Regions from separate parts of the Mus musculus genome. Here regions 2, 3, 4, 5, 6 and 7 are each linked to region 1. A link is a contact called in public HiCAR-type and promoter capture Hi-C data. All regions are on one chromosome and are shown on one strand. Each heading gives the region's core, a stretch centred on a gene start, on an enhancer-like site or on the middle of the called end of the contact. The rest is flanking DNA. Distances are from core to core; before and after follow the strand shown.

What was found. Promoter capture Hi-C pulls out the DNA fragments that hold promoters and counts their contacts. HiCAR-type assays count read pairs that join an accessible place to other places. Capture Hi-C pulls out chosen DNA fragments and counts their contacts.
Region 2: a promoter capture Hi-C map of pre-B cells shows a contact between it and region 1, with 6 times the contacts expected there. The contact joins the promoter of Skil here to the promoter of Fxr1 in region 1. A contact is called at or near these places in 5 of 39 promoter capture datasets (hematopoietic stem and progenitor cells, hippocampal neurons, liver and 1 more), 1 of 484 Hi-C or Micro-C datasets (CD4 T cells), 1 of 115 datasets of contacts at active chromatin or transcription factors (thymic regulatory T cells) and 1 of 9 other capture datasets (liver).
Region 3: a promoter capture Hi-C map of liver shows a contact between it and region 1, with 3 times the contacts expected there. The contact joins the promoter of 4932438A13Rik here to the promoter of Fxr1 in region 1. A contact is called at or near these places in 4 of 39 promoter capture datasets (hippocampal neurons, liver and pre-B cells), 1 of 115 datasets of contacts at active chromatin or transcription factors (astrocytes) and 1 of 9 other capture datasets (adipose tissue).
Region 4: a contact with region 1 is called in a HiCAR-type map of astrocytes, with 4 times the contacts expected there. The contact joins the promoter of Bbs7 here to the promoter of Fxr1 in region 1. A contact is called at or near these places in 2 of 39 promoter capture datasets (hippocampal neurons and liver) and 1 of 115 datasets of contacts at active chromatin or transcription factors (astrocytes).
Region 5: a promoter capture Hi-C map of liver shows a contact between it and region 1, with 8 times the contacts expected there. The contact joins the promoter of Ccna2 here to the promoter of Fxr1 in region 1. A contact is called at or near these places in 8 of 39 promoter capture datasets (the C10 cell line, the HPC-7 cell line, hematopoietic stem and progenitor cells and 4 more), 1 of 484 Hi-C or Micro-C datasets (CD8 T cells), 1 of 115 datasets of contacts at active chromatin or transcription factors (pro-B cells) and 1 of 9 other capture datasets (liver).
Region 6: a contact with region 1 is called in a promoter capture Hi-C map of liver, with 8 times the contacts expected there. The contact joins the promoter of Exosc9 here to the promoter of Fxr1 in region 1. A contact is called at or near these places in 8 of 39 promoter capture datasets (the C10 cell line, the HPC-7 cell line, hematopoietic stem and progenitor cells and 4 more), 1 of 484 Hi-C or Micro-C datasets (CD4 T cells), 1 of 115 datasets of contacts at active chromatin or transcription factors (double positive thymocytes) and 2 of 9 other capture datasets (adipose tissue and liver).
Region 7: a contact with region 1 is called in a promoter capture Hi-C map of pre-B cells, with 9 times the contacts expected there. The contact joins the promoter of Anxa5 here to the promoter of Fxr1 in region 1. A contact is called at or near these places in 4 of 39 promoter capture datasets (liver, neutrophils and pre-B cells), 1 of 484 Hi-C or Micro-C datasets (CD4 T cells), 4 of 115 datasets of contacts at active chromatin or transcription factors (astrocytes, bone marrow-derived dendritic cells, regulatory T cell precursor and 1 more) and 2 of 9 other capture datasets (adipose tissue and liver).

What each region holds. Positions count from the first base shown.
Region 1 is chr3:34,018,591-34,021,449 of GRCm38.p6, reverse strand. It overlaps Fxr1 (fragile X mental retardation gene 1, autosomal homolog), which reads right to left and starts at 1,371. Exons shown (of 17, transcript NM_001113188.1): 1 at 1,287-1,371. The coding sequence starts at 1,337.
Region 2 is chr3:31,093,712-31,096,570 of GRCm38.p6, reverse strand. It overlaps Skil (SKI-like), which reads right to left and starts at 1,513. Exons shown (of 7, transcript NM_001039090.2): 1 at 1,414-1,513.
Region 3 is chr3:36,861,615-36,864,473 of GRCm38.p6, reverse strand. 4932438A13Rik (RIKEN cDNA 4932438A13 gene) reads right to left here and starts at 1,368. Exons shown (of 86, transcript NM_172679.2): 1 at 1,126-1,368; 2 at 1-87.
Region 4 is chr3:36,611,957-36,614,815 of GRCm38.p6, reverse strand. It overlaps Bbs7 (Bardet-Biedl syndrome 7 (human)), which reads left to right and starts at 1,427. Exons shown (of 19, transcript NM_027810.3): 1 at 1,427-1,566; 2 at 2,739-2,804. The coding sequence starts at 1,531.
Region 5 is chr3:36,571,603-36,574,461 of GRCm38.p6, reverse strand. Ccna2 (cyclin A2) reads left to right here and starts at 1,424. Exons shown (of 9, transcript NM_009828.3): 1 at 1,424-1,681; 2 at 2,159-2,824. The coding sequence starts at 2,639. Bbs7 (Bardet-Biedl syndrome 7 (human)) reads left to right here. Exons shown (of 19, transcript NM_027810.3): 19 at 840-1,319. The coding sequence ends at 973.
Region 6 is chr3:36,551,254-36,554,112 of GRCm38.p6, reverse strand. Exosc9 (exosome component 9) reads right to left here and starts at 1,507. Exons shown (of 12, transcript NM_019393.2): 1 at 1,362-1,507; 2 at 984-1,078; 3 at 188-307; 4 at 1-73. The coding sequence starts at 1,427.
Region 7 is chr3:36,474,533-36,477,391 of GRCm38.p6, reverse strand. Anxa5 (annexin A5) reads left to right here and starts at 1,505. Exons shown (of 13, transcript NM_009673.2): 1 at 1,505-1,819; 2 at 1,932-1,962. The coding sequence starts at 1,960. 1810062G17Rik (RIKEN cDNA 1810062G17 gene) reads right to left here and starts at 1,455. Exons shown (of 3, transcript NM_028183.1): 1 at 1,153-1,455. The coding sequence starts at 1,257. It overlaps Mir7009 (microRNA 7009), which reads left to right and starts at 1,868; the gene lies at 1,868-1,931.

The DNA.
Region 1 (2,859 bases), core at 122-2,621:
TTTACAAAACAAAATTTAAAAAAGTATACTTATCATTCTTTGTCAATGAGCTACTGCCTATATTATTACCACGTGACAAATCACCTCCATACAGCTAATAAGCAAGCTAGAAAGGGAAAAGCAAAACACTGAAAAATTAGGAAATCGTTAATACCAAATAAAATCCTCTGGAATAAAGGAGCCATTGAAATGAAAACCTGTGAGAAACCATTTTAAGTACATACAATACTCATGTACTAGAAGAGAGCCTTCATAAAAATAGCCAAGACTCTCAAACATCTGAGATGCTGGCTTGGAGAATGACTGACAGACAACAGCTGAGAAGGTTTTGTGTTGATTTGTTAAGATTCTCGCACACTTTGGGGAGAAAAAAAAATAAGGAGAAGGGGCCGTTACTATGGAAAAACTGTTCAGCCTTCGTGTTCTGCTTGGTGCCCCCTCCCCCTTTTCCAATAGAAGCAAGCGCCTTACAAATTCCTCCACTCTAGAATCCTCCCTCTGTCTCCGAGGCCAGCCTCCACGGCAATGCATGGCCTCTTCTCAAAGGAAACAAAAAGAACCTCGTGGAAGAGGACTTAAAAAGCAAAAACAAAAAACAAAAAACCCACCTTCCCAGGGGCTGGGAAGACACGCGTCCCTCCCACCTGCCGCCTGGCCTCGGGTCACCTTTGAACCCTTCCTTCGGAATTCGCATTTCTCCCGGGCCGAGGGGCGAAGGGGCCGCCCGCTCCCCAGGCCGCGGCCACCAGGGCCCGCCGCCCGTCCGGGTTTCCACGCGGGCGGGCGGGCGCCGTGGGTTCGCAGGGCCCCCGGGGCAGCACAAGCCGGGGTAGGCCGGGGAGTCAGCCATTCATGCCGCGGGCGGGAGGGCGGGCGGGCGGAGAGGAGCCTGGCGGGCCCGGCCGCCGCCGCGGGGTCGCAGTGAGCTGCCCGCCTCAGTCCGTCCCTCAGTCCGCCCGTCCGCGCCCCCCACCCCGCCAGGCCTCGGCGGCGCGCCCGCACCACAGCCCGCCGCTCCAGCCCGCCCGCCCGCCCGCGTCCCGGAGGCCTCGACCCAGGACGCTCCGGGACAGGAGGCAAGCCAGCACCCGCCGCCTTGTTTCCAAACATAACGGAGCCTGGGCCCCGAGACCGTTAAACCGCGCCGAGGGCAGAGGCCAGCAGCACGGCCCAGCTGCCTCCCCCGCCACCACCTGACACCTCTCCTCGGCCCCCGGGGTCCCCGGCGCCCCTTGACCCCGCTCCCAGTGCCCAGCTCCCATCCCCGGCCGCCCCGCGGCCCGTACCTTGTAGAAAGCCCCGTTGGAGCCGCGAACCTCCACCGTCAGCTCCGCCATGTTGGAACCGCAAAGGCTGCTGGGAAGAGATTCTAGAAACTTTCCAACGCGAGGGGAGGAGGGGGGAGGGGCGAGCGTCGCGGGGGAGGGGCGGGCGGGCGGGAGGGCGGGACGCTCCCGGCCCGCTCCCGGGCTCTCCGCTAGCGGCGCCGCTCTGCGCGGGTCCTTGGGCGGCTACCCAGCGGCAGGCCGGTCCGCCCACGCCCACGCCCGCGCGGCCCGCCTCGCGCACAATGAGTGAGGCGGACCCGCCCGGCGCGCCACCCTCGCCCCAGGATCCGCGCGGCCGGCGACGCTCCCTACGGGCTCTTCCCGTCAGGAAGCGCGGCCTGGCGGGCGCTCGGGCTCGGCCAGAGCGCATGGCCGGCCGACACTCTCAGGTTTGCCCTCATGGAGCCTTCCCTCTGGAGCCTCGGGCCGTCCCCTTGAAGAGCCTTTCCCAGGACGAACCCGGGACTCGGGGCTTCCCCCGAGCCTCACGCAGTTCTCAGGCCTCGCCTCGCGCGAAGGCAGCTCACTCACCTGTCACCGACCGAGCACGGTTACCTTAATACGTTATTAAAGGCTCGGGAAACCTAGGCTAATTTTGTGGGGGGATCCTGTTTGAGACACAGTTCTCTACCCCTGGGTGGCCTTGAACCCACAGAACTGCTTCTGCCTCTGGCCATCGGAGTGCTGGCATTACTTTTAAAAAATTTTAAACAATGGGAAAGTGTATTCCTCCCACCCCTGATAGGTTACACGTGGGAAGTTTTGCAAAGAGGATCCAAGAACCTATTGGGTTTTGTGTTGTGTGACTTTACCAGAAACGCCACCAGTTCTAGAAGCTTTGTGGCACTCATACTTAGTTTGATAAGTTAATGCCAACTTCTGAAAGCAAGGCTTTTGGAAATAGTACTTAAAAGAATTCATTTGTATGTGCATCTTTACATAACTTTTCAGCGACGCATGATGTATTTGTCTTTCCTTTATTTGGAGCTCAAATTGACCACCCTGCCTCCCACCTCCAGGTGCCAGTTGGGCTAACAGGCTCAGTTCCCCCACGGTTACCTGTTACTCTGAGACAAGTCTCACTAAGCAGTCCAAGATGGCCTTCGATTTACCTCCCATTCTCTTGTCTTAGCCTCCAGAGTGCTGGCTTTACTGGTGTGAGCTCCTGGCCCCTAGCAACCTGGTTTGTATAAAGTACATTTTCTTTATACAAGATTAGCCCTTTTAAAAATGTACAGTTCAGCGTCTATCACCAGGATCAGTATAAAACATTTTCATCACAAACAACAATAAATAAGTAAAAATAAAAAGCACTTGTGCTTGTTGCTGTTCCCCAATTCTCCTGAATTCCCTGGATTCTAGGAAACTGCCCATGTGTTTTCTATGTAGAGATTTGCCTAGCTCGATCTCACATATGAGTGGGATCGTGATGTGAGAGCTTCTGTGATTGGCTTCTCTCATTTAGAATATTCTTTCAAGATTCATGGTACAGCAGGTATGACTAGGTGTCCATTTTTTGTCACAGTATTAC
Region 2 (2,859 bases), core at 264-2,763, 2.9 Mb after region 1:
TAACACCAGTTATCTAAAAGAAACTTCATCTAAATAGGAAGCAGTCCAGACGGTGGGTAACAGAAGCATTAAATAATGCCTCTCCAAACAAGGACGAGTACACAAATTTAGAATACGAATAACCAAACCTCAGTACCAGAGGCTTTCTCAACTATGCATGCCATTTAAATTTTAAAAAACAATCCTTTCTCGTTAGAAAAAAAAAAAAAAAAAACCTGTAGTTTCTGGTCTCCCCACCCCCCAAGATACATGTTAATATACCTACCATATGCAACTAAACTTCAAGTACATTCATACATACTATCTTTTTGGAATGAAGAAGAAAAAAAAACTTTCCCTTTAAAAGGTTAGCGAATTTGCCTAATGGAAGCCAAAAGCTGTAAGACTCCACGCCTGGAAATCTCCATCCATGAGCAAGACTAATCCGGGACAAAAAGCACAAGGCAGACAGACCTCACAAAGAATGCAAATGGAGGCAGAGTGGCGAAAAAGAGTATTCATCCACTTCCCTCCCTGGAGAAAACCCAGTAAAAGCCGACAAATAAAAAGCTTTGCTTCTAAACTCCCAGCAATTTATGTTAACACAAACCCAGAGAATTATGGACGAAAGCCACCTAGCCACCGTACTGTGACTTTCGCCACTACAGGGACACCTCAGCCAAGGCGAGCCAAGGAAAAGGGCAGAAGGCATGACCTAGACCAGGGGCGCCCCCACAGCCCTGCGCACACGCAGAGACACCCACTCATCATCAACCCAAAGGACAGGGAAGCAGGGGACTCCCGGCGTCTGGTGAGGTGAGAGGGGGCAGAGGAAGTAGGAGTCCTCCCAACCCCCACCTCTGTGACTGGGATCACCCTAAGTGCCCTCCCCACATCGCCCCACTGCGGGGGCCGCCGGTGGAAATACCCCACGCCCCCGGCCCGCGGGAAGTTCTCTAGGGTTACCTAGGCGCCCCAGGGCTGCGCCTCCCCCCACTTGACCCACCCTGAGCCGTGGCACCCACAGGGGCGCGGGCAGGTTAGGCGCCAAGCCCGGAAGCCCGCGTCGCCGGACGCTTAGAGCTGGGGCCAGCCCGGGGCATCCCCGCCGAGCGCAGACGGCCGGGGGATGGCGGCGATGACCAGGGTCCAGGTCTCCTGGGTCCCGGCGGCTCGGGTCAAGTGCACCGCCATCCCCTCCCAGCTGACCCGTCCCAGAATCCGCGAGGCCTGTACACCCGTGGGACCCCCGCCGCGCGCCCTGTGCCCGCGACCCCGCCCGGGACCCCCACGCATCCCGGACGCCCCACTCAGGCCCTCCGCGCCCGGGCAGACCCCCGGGCTCTGTGCCCTCCCCATCACCCCCGCCGCCGCCGCCTCAGCGCCCCCAGAGGCCGCACGCCCCTCGCGTCCCCTCGCGACCTGCGGCCGCACCTGTGCCCGCCGTCGCCGTCGCCGTCGCTCGCCAGCCGCCTTCGCTGTGCCGGCGCCGCTCCGAACCCCACACACATCGCTACACACAGCCTCTGACGTCACCCGGCCCGCGGCCCGCCCACGTCACTGCGGAGACACGGCTTCCCGCAGACGCCGCCGCCGTCTCCGGCCGCCCGGGGGACAGCGAGGGCGGCGGGCGGGGGAGGGGAGGGAACGAAGCCAGCGGCGCCGCGCGGCCCCGCGCCAGCCAGCCCCTCGGGCGCGCGCGCCGTCTGGCCTATTGTGGCTCCCGGCGGGCTGCACACTGCAGGCTGCGCGCGCGTCCCCAGCCCCGACCGGGGCGCGCGCCTGGCGCCTCGGCCGCGCACGCGCGTGCTCCCGCTCCCCCGCCCCCCTCGCGCGTACCCCGCGCTGCTGGCCCGGCGCGCCGTCTGGGCGGCTGGCGCACGGCGCTGTCTGCGGTGCCCGGCTCAGACAGGATGTTCCCTCGGCCCCACCCCCGCCGCCCTCCTTCCTTCCTCGAGTCGCTCAGCCGGCTGTCTGGGGCCGCCCTCGCCACGCCCGCCGCCGTGTGGCGACGGGCCAGACCTGGGGGCGCCCTGGCCGCCGGGCCGCCGCGCTGCGAGGCGGGGGGGGTGAGAAGGGGGAGAGGGGGCAGGGCGCGGCGGGCTGCACTGTGCGCGACCCCGGCAGCTGGCCGCGCCCGAGGTCAGGCTCGGCCAGCAGCCCCCCTCAACCCCCGCGGCCGCAGCTGGCCGCCCGGCCCCGCCCCGGAGGTGGCCTGCGGGTGGCTCCCCGCCGCGACCCCCGGGCTGAGCCCGCCGCGCAGACGCCCCCGCGCTGCCACCGCCCCCCCCCCCGCAGCGCCACCACCTGCCCCCGTGCTCCCCGCTCCCAGTGTTGCCACCCTCCCCCCGCCCAGTGCCGACGTCGCGGGGCCTCTCGCCCCCGTGGGGCCTCCCGCCGCGGCCGCCCTGCCAGCTGCCGGTGAGCAGCCCCGCCTGGCCGCTCTGGGGTGGCCTGACCCGGCCGCCATCGCCCCAGAGTCCGCGGTTTGCGCACCGCGGGGACAGATCTTGCTGCCCCAGCTGCTCTTAGCCTCCATAAGTGACCCATTCTGATTCACTAAGCACTTTGGTTGGTGTTTTCGGGTGTGTTTTTTTCTTTCTTTCTTTCTTTTTAATTTTTCCAGAGACGGTAAGAGGTGGAGGAAGATAACCACTTTCGGCTGCCACCTCGAACCGCCGGCGGGGGTGGGTGAGGGGACTTCCTAGCCAACGTATCCAGGATAGCTCGAATATTCAACTCTGTGAAGCTAGCCCGTCATATTTCGAAACACCAAGAAATCCCCTTTTCTCCACCCCACCGCAGGATCAGGAACTGAAATAGCGCAGCGAGTAGCACTGCGCAGACTTAGGGAACTCGAGCTTCGGCGACGGTGGCGCA
Region 3 (2,859 bases), core at 119-2,618, 2.8 Mb before region 1:
GTTTTATTTTGTTTAGTTTTTTAATCTTCAATGTTGTTTATCTTTCCTCTTCTGAAGGTCCTTCTGCAGCGCTTCATCTTAACAAGTCTGAAAAGACCAGCATATCAATCAATTAGAAAAGGTATCCTAACTTTGTTGGTAGAGCAACCGTTTCAAACTAAATTATTTAAACACACCAGGAAACTCTTCAGTATTTGGTCCAATGTTACATTCCTACACCTCAAATAAGACTAAAATAATTTAAGAACCACTTTATATGTAAAAGAAACATAGGAGTCCACGAGGTAGGAGTCAGGATGCTAATGGTGACGTTCTACCTGCGAGGCACACTTAAAAGTGCAGCCTTGAAAGAATGTTTCTACTGACACCGAGTCTGCTGGAAAGAACTGTGCCTTCATTTCCTCTCTACTCTGGGCACCTGGCACATTTTATCACAGGGCACTTGCCTTGCAAACTTTTAAGGCATTTGAGTAATGGGGGGGGGGTGGCATGCTAACTGAGGGGCCATAAAGTGAGAAAGTCAGGTTTGAAACAGTTCTGTTCCAAGGTTCTCAGCTACAAAGTGGGGAAAGGCTTCACCTTTTTGTTACAAACTGTATGAGCGCATATTAAAATAGCACATAGCAGTCATTGCTAAGTCAAATATTCTGACTAACTCATCCACTTTTATACTTGTCAGATTAAATCTGCTTCGTTGTCATGCACGGGATGAAAGCAGCAACGCGAAACCACCTGAAACCTACTTTCTCCGTTCCAGAACCCATGACTGCTCAGAGGAAATTTACAAGAATTCGTCCCCTTTACCGGACATCCCACTGTCAACACCACAACCGATGGGGCGAGGAAGGAAGAAATCTAATATTCCCCGGATGGAAGATAACCCTTGTGGACCTTCCTCTGGCAGGAGAGGTGTCCACTCAGGTATGCCCTACCAGACGAGGGCCGAGCCAACCCGGGGCGCTCGGCCCTGCCCACCCCGCCAGGTCCGCGCGCCCGCCCCCCCCGCCCGCAACCCCAGCACCCGGCTGTCAGGGCCTGCTAGGCCTCCACCTTAACCTCCGACCTCCGACCTCCGACCCCCAGGCCCGCGCCACAGCCGCGACCCCGCAAACCTTCCAGACTCACCCGGAAAGGCGCTGCCCACCTCGCCACCTCCCAGCCCTCACCGCGCGCAGCCTCTCGAGCTCCTCTCACTTGACAGCACAACAGCCCCGAGTCGGGACCTCCGCTGATGCTTACACCCTCAGCCTGTAGCACGTCCAGCTCGGCCCGCCGCCTCGGACACCCATGGGGCGGAGGAGTAGAGCCGAGGCAGGAGTGGAGGCCAGCGGCACCGCAGCTGCGTCAACTGGCAGCGTATCACGTCAAGGCGCCAGCGCCTCCGTGTACGCCACTCTGGCCCCGCCCAAGAACCGAGTTAGCCCCGCCCCTCACTGGCACCAGGCCCGAACGGAGAAGCGCCGCTTGGGCCGGGGGCGGGGCCGGGGCGGGGCGGGCCGGGGCGGAGGCGGGGCCTTGGAAGGCCGGGGCAGAGGACAGGGCTTAGGCCCTAGGGATGAGATCTAGGTCAATGGGGCAAAGCCTGAGCTTCAGGACCAAACTAAAGACTAAAGTTGGAACCTGTGCCTAGAGGCGAATCCTGTTTTTACAAGAGAACAGGCCTGAGCAGAGGGGCGGGGCCATGTCCACAGGGCGTAGCCTAGTCTGAGAGACACAGGTCACTACTGATTTGAAAACTACCTTGTTCCAGATTCCAATTGTGGCGTGGGGGTTGTAAACATCGTCCTGATAATGTAGACAGTATAATCAACGTAGGAAAAGGAAGCCAGAAAAAGGAGAGTCTGCTAGCTATGGCATGCATCTCACAGAAGATGCATTTGATGTATGAAACACTGACCTAGGAAATTAACCAAATATTTTAATTTTTCACAAATTAAAACCTAAGGCTCAGGAAGTTGAAGTACTTTGTCAGTTTAGAGATCTAGGATTTGAGCCCCAGCGCCACAGCTTCCAGTACATTCTCTACACTACCTGTCAATATCTAAGCCTCTGGTTCTAAGAGTTCAGGTCACTCAACATTTCCACTTGGGGGTGGGAGCATCCACTTTTAAACAGATGTGAAGCCAGATATAATAAATAAATAAATAAAGTCTTAGCAAGAGTTCTTTGAACTAGAAGTGACTGAGATATGATTCAGTTTCCCCAAAACAAAACAAAACTGAAACTAAATTGCTCCAGAGATAAGAAGATCTTAGGATAGCAAGAAGAGAAGTATAATTCACAGCAGACTTCCTCTACAGTGAGTGAGGAATTGGAGAATCTGAACACTTACTTGTCTCCTTTCTTCTTATCCCCTGAGGAAGAGCCACCCTGAGCTACAGGTGTAAAAGAGATGACATCTTCAAGATGAGTTATTCATCGTAGAGCTTTTCTATTCCAAGGGCCTCTAACCCTGGGAAGATGATTAAGCAAAGAGTTCAGGGTGGCTCAGGAAATTTACATAGCAACACTTCCTGGCTCTTGAACCTTCCCCCTACTTTGACTTTTCACCAGCATGTGAAAAATGCAGATGGTGTCAGAAAAAGAAAAAGAAAAAAAAACTGCCTCCAGCAAATACAATGTGAACTTCTCTAGCTGGACATAGCTAAAGTATGCATAGCATCCCAGCACATTGGAAAAGCCTGGGTTTGAGACCAATAGAGAAACTTCTGGACCAGCCTGAGCTACATCAAAAAGAAAAAAAAAAAAAAGAATTTCATAACAAAAACCAGGTAATGATATTTTGTGCTATAACTTTTTTTCTTTGAAATCACAGCCAGTTCACAGGAAGTAGCAGTCATACAAAATGTTCTTTTCCAC
Region 4 (2,859 bases), core at 178-2,677, 2.6 Mb before region 1:
CTTCTTTCACCTTTTTTTCTTTCTATTTTTAAGTTTTAAAGAAAATAAGTCTATTTTTGCTCACAACTCTAGTTCATATCCGTTGGAAGGATTGCACCTGCTGATGCTCTTTTTGTTAGTAGCCTGAAGGTAGAACAAGACAAGTGGCAAGAGACTGTGTGTGAGATGTGCATGGGGGTGTGTGCATGGGTGTGTGTGTGTGTGTGTGTGTGTGTGTGTGTGTGTGTGTGTGTGTGTGTTTCTCTTGTGTCCTGTTTTGGTTTGGTATGAGGAAATGCTGGCCTACAAGAGTTTGAAAAAGCCCCATCCTTTCAATTTTAGGAAATAGTTTGGGAAGAATTGGTGCTTTTGTTTGAAGTCGCCTGTCCTGAACTTTCTTTTTAAGGTGACTTCTCATTACTTGCTATTGGTTTTTTTGTTTGTTTGTTTGGTTTGGTTTTGGTTTTGGTTTTTCGAGACAGGGTTTCTCTGTGTAGCCCTGACTGTCCTGGAACTCACTTTGTAGACCAGACTGGCCTCGAACTCAGAAATCCGCCTGCCTCTGCCTCCCGAGTTTACTCAGATTTTCTGTGTCGTTACTGTCTAGTTTCTCCGCTTATTCTATTGTTTCAAACTCATTTCTTAGGTATTATTATTATGTTTCGATTTGATTTGTTTGACTCAGAGTCTTGTACTGTGGCCCTGGGGGAGGGGAGTGTAGTTATAGAATGGGAGGAAGAGGATTGGCAAGATGGCTCAGCAGGTAATGGGCAGGTTGCCACCAAGCCCAACGATCCTCAGGGTGGAAAGAATGACTCCTGAAAGTTGTACTCAGACTTCGACATGACCTCCAAAACACACACACACACACACACACACACACACACACACACACACACACACACACACACTACATAAATACAGTTTATGGGGGGTTGTTGTTTTAGAATTTGCGTGCCAGGCTGGAAGGTGGCTCAGTGTTTTTAAGAGCACTTGCTGCTCTTGCACAGGACCCAAGATTAGGTTTCTTAACAAACACATGGGAGTCCCAAGGCCCTGGCCTCCTTAGAAGGCAACACGCATGTGATGCACATTAATACATCAGGCACTATTCATATACACACAAAACAAAAATAAATATTTGAGGGGAAAATTTGTATGACAAAGCCTAAAATGAAGAACCAGGAGTAGAACAAGGCACAAAATATTCGCTTCTCCAGAGTTTCATTCAGAGCTGAAGGAACATGCATGAGCGAAGCTCCAGCGAAGCTCCAAGCAGATCGCTGGCCCAGCGGCCCAGAGCTGGGAGGCAGAGAATGCGCCCCGGTTGCCTTGGAAACCGGCCAGCGTCTGAGGACCGTTCCCTCCGCCCCCCTTTCCTGGTGCAGCTCCCCGGGAGAGGGCGGGGCTTCACAGTGAGCTAAGATGGGTCACGTGTCGAGCCCGCGTTGCTGGGCGCCGCTGCCCTGACGCAGGCCGGCTCGTCAGTCTAGTGGTGGGCTCTCCGAGGGAAGGCTTCCACAGCGGGTCCCGCCTCTCCGTGCGGCCGCCATGGATCTGACGTTAAGCCGGGCAGACTACCTCCAGGTAAACCGATTGGCGGGCGCCCTCGTGGGTGGACGCGGGCCTGGGGAAGCCCCGGTCCCTCCAGGCCCGGGTCCTGGGGGTGTCCCAGCCGCTCCCAGTGGTCTCGACCGCCCTGTCACTCCCACTGGGCCTGACCACACCAGCCAGATTTCAATGAACCATCACAGCCCTAATGAACTGACTAAATCATCACAAAAATTTGCCACTAAGGTAGTTAGTGCAAATGAAGAATTAGGAGCCCAGAGAAGGTAAATACTTGGCCCCGTAGTAACAAATCATGCAGTTGCTGTTTGAATCAAAGCGCCGGACTCCAGAGCGGGCATCCCTGTGGTGCATGGCTTCTTATCCCTCCTACCCATCTCTTAAGAAGTTCTTCGTGGTATAAACATCCACTTAGTTCCCCAGGGCGTTGGGCCAGATAGTTCTCTTTAGTATTTTATGGAAGCTACACCCTGACAATATCTCTTGGATCTGTCCAATTAGTCACCATCTCTGTGATTCCCAGTTTGGGTTCTCATCTTTAGCTTGGATGGATAGGACCTACAATCTCCAAGTCCAACTTCCCCAAGCTATGGTTCAAAGCACTTGACAATGTTAAACTAAATGGATTGCTTAAAACTGTAGCAGCGTGCCTAAAAATTCAGAATAGTTATACATGCACCAAGCAGGTTTTCTCATGATTGGTTGTTTTTAAGTTCTGGTGACAGTCACCTTTGATGAACAAGTCATGCTGTTTTTCCTCGCTGTGCCTTTTGTAAATAGTCATGGTCAGTTTCACTGGAATCTTAGGATGTCAGCAGGTATGTTATTTCAGCGGAAGTCCCCTATTTCCCATCACTAATAGGAAGGGCTTCTGAAGATATTTTCTGAAGCTCCTTGCCAGTAATGTTACACGATTATATATATATTTTAAACGTTTTGGATTGTTTCCTGTATTCCGACCTTCTCTGACATATTTCATCAAAATGAAAGTTAACTGATAAGAATATACATTTCAGTGAGAAAAAAAAAAACCTAAAACTGAAAAAAACTAAAACTCCCATGATGTGGTCTGTTCTTCTTAAATTATCAATGTAAGAACTTCAAATTACAGCATGTCCGAAAGCATCCACTTTCGGATGTTCAAATTACAGCATGTAGAAAGCAACTAGCTGGCTGTTCTGTTTCCTTAGGTCGGAGTGACCTCTCAGAAAACTATGAAGTTGCTTCCTACCTCAAGACAAAGGGCTACACAAAAGGTGCTGTAGATGCTGCCTTCTCCGCCTTCTCCTGCCTCTCAAAGGGCAGGCTCAC
Region 5 (2,859 bases), core at 175-2,674, 2.6 Mb before region 1:
AATTTATTATGCACCCAAGACTTTCTCACAGATGAACAGTACTGATATCTGAGTGTTCACTATTCGGCAAGCACAGGGTCTCTTAAAATATCCTTACATGATGGTGTTGCAGATCTACCGTCTCTCATCTGTGATTCCAAAATCTAGGAAGCAGCTTTGAAAACCAAAGTTTACCTTTGTAAATCATTTACCAGCAAATTGTCTTAATCTGATTGACTTCATGATAAAACCTGATTTAAACTGACACGAAGCTTTTTCTATTTTTTTTTTAAATCCCACTGAGTGCAAGTATTCACCTGTTTATTGTAAAAGCATTGCCATTTTGTTAGCAGATATCAGCACTCAGTCTCATTGGACCAATATAAAAAGTATCAATGGTATATTCTTTTTCTCTTCCTAAAATATACTTTTTTTCAAGGGTCTTGTATAAATAATAGACAACTTGAGTTGTCTCTGTGTTACATCTTGAAAACTCAAAGGTGCAGTAATTTCCCAGACCTCTGCACCCAGTAAGCCCATGGGTGAAGTGCTTCAGTTCAGACGTTCTTCCTGATGCAGCAGCAGTCAGTCGCTGGGATGCAGGGTGCACCGACACAGATTCAGAATCGCGACCAGTGGCTTGTCTAGGTCAGCAGTTGCAACCCATTGTTAGAAGGTTATCAAATATTTATGTCTTGAAAGTTGCTTCAAACCTTCTCCACATACACATCTGTTTTTAAAAACACCAACCTCTTCCAGGCTTGTATGTGTTGAATAATGGAGTCTCAGGTGGTGAGAGAATGCCACATGCATTGTTAAAAGAACTAATCAATAACAAGAAATAATATTTTTCTTCGTAGGTATGATTACTGATCTTTTTATAGATAAATTTAAGTTCAAAGGCACTAATGTAAAAACCAAAGTACCCATGCTCCTGGAGATTCTCGACAGCTACGACCAGAACACACTGATTTCTTTCTTCGATGCAGCATGAAAGATAAACAAGGTAGGCCAACAGGACAGCCGAAGAAGCAAGCAGAGCCTGATCAGACCCGAGGCACCTCAGATGGACGTCCCACATGTAATCAGAAGAGTGACGGCCTCTAAGCATCCCCCTACGAGTACCCATGAAAGTCCTTTTTATTGTGTACTTGAGGGGAAAAGAAGATCTTTTAGTCATTCATTTCAGGGGAATATTGCATTGAAAGTTTTAGAATACTATTAAATAAGAGCAAATAAGCTGTCTTTTGTTTTCAAAGGGTAGTTATGAAAACAATGATTACATTTTATTATATTTTATGTATGATTCTTAACTATTAAATGTGAACATTTAAGGTAATATACTTGTGTCTTTATATATTTATTTAGGTTTTGTATATATTTCTCTGTGTGTGTGTGTTTGGGTTGGTTTTTTTTTTTTTTTTTGTGGTTTTTGTTTTGTTTTGTTTTTCGAGACAGGGTTTCTCAAGACAGGATTTCTTTGTGTAGCTGACCTGGAACTAACTCTGCAGTCCAGGCTGGCCTTGCACTCAAGAGATCCACCTGCCTCTGCCTCCTGAGATGCCCGGAAAAGGCTTGGCCATCGCCTCCTGGCTGCCCGGTTTTCTTATGAACACTTTTTTTCTACTTTTGAGACATCATCTCACTACATAGCTGACTTGGACTAACTTGAATTCAGAGATCTGAAACTCTGGGATTAAAGGTATGTACCACAATGCACTTCATTTCTAAATGTAATATCTATTTGGGTCAGTGGAACTTCATGGTCTGATGTCACAACCAAGGATTAGCAAAATTAATGGACAGCTGAATTTCTTGTAGTACACCACTTGTTATCAACAATAGCTCATGTTGGCATTTTAAATTAACCCATCTTTAATTGGGGGTGGGGGTGGGGTAGTTTACTGGAATGCGGGGCATAGAGACACGCCTTTAATCCCAGATCAGTGAGCTCTGATAACGGATATCAGTGAGTCACAGGACAATTGGGACAGCATTATGAGACCCTGCCTCAAAATCAAACAACAAACAAATGATATACAGGAGAGGTGAAACAATAGTAAACAGTAAAAGTTCCAGCGTTTCCCTATGTTGTATGGCAGCATCACAGAGAAAGAGAAAGGAGTAGTGTACCCAGGACGGGGCAGTTTGTCATTCAGATCCATACGCTCCTGCCTAGGCGCCACCCAGCGACCAGGAGAAGGCGCTTCACCCCTTAGCTGAGGCGAAGGCCGACACCTCGAGGCCCCGAGGGCTTGTCTGGACCGCCCAGCGGCTCCGGCAGGATCCTATGAGGCTACAGATCCACTGAGCAGCAGAGATCGGCCGAAAGCGGCCGCCCGCCCCGCCCTCCTCTGCGCAGGCGCGTCCTCAGGCTCCCGCCCTGTAAGATTCCCGTCGGGCCTTCGCTCGCGGCGACCGGCGCTTCTGGTGACGTCACGGACTCCGGACGCCCTCATTGGTTTATTTCAATAGTCGCGGGCTACTTGAACTACAAGACCAGCAGCCGGCGGGCGGCGCGCAGCTCGCGGCTCCTGGGCTCTACGCTCCTCCCGCCTGCAGCCTCTGCTCCGCGGGTCGGCCGCCAGGGTCCCGCGCTGCTCCGGAGCGGCGGGCGCTGTGCACGCTCTGCCGCCGACAGAACCGGACCGGAGCCGCGATGCCGGGCACCTCGAGGCATTCGGGTCGCGATGCGGGCTCAGCCCTGCTCTCGCTGCATCAGGAAGACCAAGAGAATGTCAACCCCGAAAAACTGGCGCCAGCCCAGCAGCCGCGGGCGCAGGCGGTGCTGAAGGCCGGGAACGTGCGTGGACCCGCGCCGCAGCAGAAGCTCAAGACTCGACGGGTAATAGGGCGCGGGGGTCTGGAGGAGGGCCGGGC
Region 6 (2,859 bases), core at 258-2,757, 2.5 Mb before region 1:
AGTGTCTATACACTTTGAATTTCGTAGACACCTTTCTAAGAGTCGATTCAGCTTCACCAAGAGATCTGACTGCCTATGGAAAGAAGAACGAACTAATGTGATAAACTTCGACTGTGAGCAGGAAAACAATATCTCACTGAGGGTAAGTTCTTCCATGGCTAAAGTAACTTAACAAAGAGTGAGATACCTGCCAGGCTCAAAAGCTGGAGCAGCCATCTGAGAAAGCTCAAGGTTAAAAAAGAGGATACCTTCCGTTGCCCTATTGAGTTTCGGAGAAACAAGTTCACAGGAAACCTGTCCAAGGACTCTGCAAAAATAAAGGTGCAAAGCAGTCAACTAAACGTACTTTCTTTTCAATTAAAAAAAAAAAAAAAAGGGTGACGAAATCTAAAATAACAACAACAACAACAAAAACCTAAACAACACAATGTGACATAAGAGGCAGAAATTACATATAGAATGTGGTAAACTGGACCCAGCAACCTGCCTACACACACACAATAATGCACATACACAATAATAAAGGTTTTTTTTTTTAAGGGTAAGTAGATTTCACGCAGAAATAAAAAATATTGGTATACACAAAAGGATGACAGAAAGGAAATCTCTTATTTCTTACATCATTTGAGAATAAAAGGGAAACTGAGGCTTACTGATGACATGATCGATACACTCCTCACACTAGAAAATGAGACATGCAGATAACCTGTGTGATCAATGTTAGCTGTCTACATGATTTATAATGGTCATACGGAACTATGATACTCATATAACAGAAAGCACTAATGGTTGAAAGTTAAACTGCGCACAAAACTAAAAAAGGCTGGCATTAAAGAAACATATTTCTCATCAGAATAATGATAATAATAAGAATAAGAATAAGAATAGCACGTTTGGAATTCGGAGCTGCTCAGTAAACAACCGAGTCAGTATGTTGTGATTTTCACACCTCCTGTTGCATTATCTAACTTGAATCCTGTTACCTTGTTTTTCCCAGTTCCACAATACAGCATCCATAATCCGTTCCGAATGAGATCCTGATGTTCCTGTAATCATAGGTCTGTCTGCCGTCCAGGCGCTGTAAGCAAACACCATTTACTGCTTTAACATATTTATGAGTGGCAACTGTGTCTGTGTGGTCCTGGTTCCCAACGTCCCTGCCACTGAATACTGCTGGCTTAAGGTTCAAAGGAACTGGTCAGGGTCAAATACTGCCCTGAGGCTTGGGGAATGGGGAGAGTCCACACTGGGCAGCCCCCGAGTCCACACCACGACCACACAACAGGCCGAACTGACAATGTATCCACGGACAACCCGAGTCTACACCCAAAGCCACGGTGTTCACACCGCAGGCCTCGCACCTTCTTCTCCTCAATTGCGCGGAGCAGGAAGCGGCGCTCACAGTTGGAAAGCGGCGTCTCCTTCATAGTGGCGGGCCACGCAAAGGATGAACGGCACCGAGACAAGTCCGCACACCGGCTTCTTCCCGGCGCGGAAAACCGACGTCATCCAGGCGCAGGCTCGGGGGCGTGGTGTGGGCGTGGCTAGAGATCGGGGGCCGCTGGGGCCGGTACAGGCAGTGTAGCAAATCAACGAAGATTTCCCGGGTTGGTCCTGCCCGGCATCGCAGTGGAGATTAGCATCTGCAGTGCAGTCCTGTTCCTAGTTTTTTATTGAGACAGAATCTCACTCTGTCTCTGACTGAACTCAACAGAGACTTACTTATCCCTACAAGTCGTAACAGTTCTTGCTTTGGGGGTAGGAAACAAAGATTTCCCCAGCTCTTGGGTCTGGATGTCTACCATCTTCCAGGCTGACCTAAGTATTGGGATTCCCTGGCACTTCACCACAGAGACAGTCTACTGAGGATGCTGACTTTTGTCAGAGAAAGATGGAAGGGTGGTGCGAATCGGTGGAGAATCCTTGTAAGGGCTTGGGGCGGATGGGGAGGATGTAGCCGACTAAAGGTGGTTCACATGGGACCTGAGGACGGGAAAACAAGTGAAGTGTAACGTCACTGACTGGAACCTCGTTTACTGCTTATATCTCATTTTAAACCGACAGGCTTATTTTTACAGACAGACATGTGTCCTCCATCTGCTGGCCGGTGTCCTGATTCACCCACATCAAGAGCTGGTATTTGACAGCTTGCGCAACGAGTGAGGCAGCAGTAGGTGATCCTTTAGTGCCCAAATCTTCTGTTTCTCCTTTTTTATTATTGTTTTTTTATTTTAATTACAGAGTCTCACTGTGTATCACTGGAACTAACAGAGATCCACCTGACCCTGCAAAGTTGTAACAGCTCTTGCATGGGTTTAGGAAATAGGGATTTCCCCCAGCTCTTGGCTATGGCTAGCTAGCAGCTTCCAGGTTGACCTAGTTTTTGGGATTTGCAGCAACAATGAATGCTACAGCTCTTGGCCCAGGGTCTGAGACCTTGGCCCCAAAGATTTAACAACTCTGAAACGTTCCAGTTGTCAGGACTGTAGTTTCTGGTCTTGCTCTCTGTTCTCTCCAGCTGTCCCTTTTCTGTGCTGCCTTTCTTCCAGTCCCGGCTGCTTTTGAACTATTCAGCTGCTGCTTCCTCGGCTGTCCAGCTGCCCGGCCTTGCCATTGTCTCAGCGTGGCCGCCAGACTGCACAGCTGCGTATGCATCACCGCTCTCAGCTGCCCCAGCTGCTTTTCCCGTTGCCCCCTCAGTTCACAGAACAGAAAGAGAAAAGTTTCCTTGAATCAGATGCTTCAAATCCAGAGAAGACAGCACAGGGTAGTGCCTTCCAAGCATCTCACTAGGTGATCCTGAGCATACATCTTCTATTTTTCTGGATTTTTTTTCCTCTCGTAAATATAATGGTTTAA
Region 7 (2,859 bases), core at 256-2,755, 2.5 Mb before region 1:
TGAGGTTCTCTGAGGAAGCCGACCCTCACCAGACCCTGAATGTGCAGAGCCTTGATCTTGAATTTTCCAGCTTCCAAACAGCTGAGAAATAAAATTCTATTGCTTGTAAGAAACCAAGTTACAGCATCTCGTGCTTTCTTTCACAGTGTGCCCTCTCCTCAGTGCTACGCTATATTTAGAATATTAAGGTAGGCCATTTTATGAATGTCTCCTAGGTGCTCAGAACACTCAATAGCATTCAGTCAGGCTTCCTTCCCTCTAGTAGGAAAGGCTTCTGAAAAGCCTTCTTGGGAAATAGTGTTCCTCTGCCCTCTCATGCATGAGCTCTGCCTTTCAACACGGAAAGTCAGCTTGCTCCTCCAGACTGGGGTCCAGGTGAATAAGCTAATTGTAATAGGATGTAAAGGCAACATTTGCTGGGGAAGATCAAAGGTCTGGGTCTAATAATTTATGTTACTCCTTGGCTGCAGGGCGGATCACTAGTCACTGCCAGCCGTAAGGCAGTTTTCCACAGCACTGTTAAACAGGCTTCTGCGGTCTTAACTCCAGAGAAGGAGGACACGGAGTTGAGTAGATGTAAGAAAAAAAAATACTTAGGTCAAAGACTGAAGGAGATGCTAGTAGAAAGAAAGTAGATAAGTGTGAGCGACTGAGAGATAGGTGGGCCTTAAAGGAATGCGGGGGCGAGGAGGCAGGGAAATGGTTGCATCGAAGTCATAACCGTACTTGAAGGGTCAAGTGAGAGGATCCCTTAGTGTAGGCAAACAAAACAAAACAAAACAAAAACCAAAGTAGTCTAGAAATTACAATTCCCTGGGAGAGGTGCTGGAATGTCTAAGGCTGTGGGAGCGGCTAGGTCCCCAGAGAAGGGGGCGCATGAACAGGAAAAGCAATAGGACAAGGGTACACAAGGGAAAATGGCAGGCTTCCCCTCCTCAGCGGCAGTTTTGTCTGCTTTTCCAGAAAACCATCAGTCTACCTATCAGGGCCAGACTCAGCATGTGGCAAGGCTCCCCCAACCCCCACCCTCGGTTAGCTTCTTCTTGCTCAAAAACCTGATTTTGATCCTTCTAGAACATCCGCGATCCTTTTGCAGCGTCTTTAGGCCTGGGGGCGGGCGGGGGGGGGGCGGGGAAGCTCCATCTTAGTCACCTTGCACCTGGGGTCTTTGAAGTTACAGGCTGAGTTTGGAAGTGAAACCATTTCCGCTCTGAGGCTTTGACACTGCCAGGTACAGCTCTTAAAAGAGCTGCCCATCAGCTACACGGACATCCAGAGGCAAACACTAGCACGAAACACTTGGAAAGCAGTCTGGAAAAGGTCCTCACTGTCCCATGCTTAGAGTGCGGTGCAAGACGCTGTGAGGTGCCGCTGTGACAGTCCCTAACTCTCTAGACACACCCAGACCCCTGGGCCTGCAGCGCCTCCAGCGTAGCGAAGAGTGAGCGAAAAGCCCCACGCAGGCGCAGGAGCATAGAGGCTAGGACGTGGCAGGGCGTGTCCTGATGGGGGCGCGGCCCGGGCTGGGACCTAATTAGGGAGGTGGCCATGGTAGGGGGGTGGCCTTGTCTGAGGAAAGTACCGTATCCAGGGATGTGGCAGCTGCCTGGGACAAGGCGGGGCTTATAGTGCAGCGTCTCTGGGGGCGGGACCCTGGTGGGTGTGTGATCTTGGCAGGGGCGTGGCGTGGCGGGGCCAGGTCGGGCTAGGCTGGGCTGCCCAGGGCGTTTCCGTTGCACGGAGTTGTGAAGAGTACTGCCTTGTCCTTTGGCGTGTGCATCGGTCCTGCTCTCACCCGCAGCCTGCGCTCTACTGCCTGGTAAGTGGCCGTAGTCCCGGGAGCGACTCCTCCACCAAGGGCTCAGGGCCCTTTTGGGGTCAGGGGACCAGAGCTCCAGTGACCCTGTCTCTCTTTTCCCCTCTCCCTGCAGCTCCAGTCCACTCCTGACCGACAGCATCATGGTAAGCCGTGTGACCGCGACCAGGGCGATCGGGACCCTCTCTGAAGGCAGCTGCCTTCGCAGTCTCTTGGTTTTCGCCTTTCCCATCTGTGTCCCGCTCTGTGTCCTCTCTGTGACCTCTTGGGTGTCCCCCTCCGTGTGCGCTCTCCTGTTTTCTCCCTCGCCCCGGAGTGTCCGGAACCAGCCGGTGTTTCTCCCCGGTGCATGTGAATCAGGCCGCCCCAAATCCAGAGTTGCCAAAATTAGATCCGGAGCAGGAACAGTTCTCTTGGTCATGTGAGGAGAACGCCCTTTGGCTTCCCCTATTTTTTTATTTTTCCCGCAGTTTCCTGTGTTTGAATACTGGGTGTGCGTGGGCAATCTCCATGGTGCTTCAGGGGAGCTTTTTCCAGCGCAAGGCGCAACTTATTTAACAGGAACCGACTGTGCCTTTTCTTTCTCTTTTTCTGCTAAAGGCAGTGAACCAAAAAGCTGGGTTTCCAAAGTAATGAACTGGCAAAACGAGTTCTGAATTGAATTTGCCTTGGGATTCTTTCAGAAGTTGACTTCCGAATAGGTTTTTGTTGTTGTCATTGTTTTAGGAGATCTCTTAGTATTTTTCAAGACTGTAGCAAAGAAAAGTTGATTTTTGTTTTGTTTTGTTTTGTTTTCCAAGCTAGGGTTCCTCTGTGTTGCCTTGGCTGGCCTCGAACTCACAGACTGCCTCTGCTGAGGGCTAGAACTAAAAGCCTTCACCACCACCGCCCAGCGTATGTAGTAATTTTTCAAAGCTGGTCATGTGAAGAAGTTATCATACCTAAAATATTCCGCCCTGAGGCAAAGTGGTTATACCTGGAATCCCACATCTTGGGAGGTAGAGGCAGGAGGATCAGGAGTGAAAGATCATCTTTGGTCATCA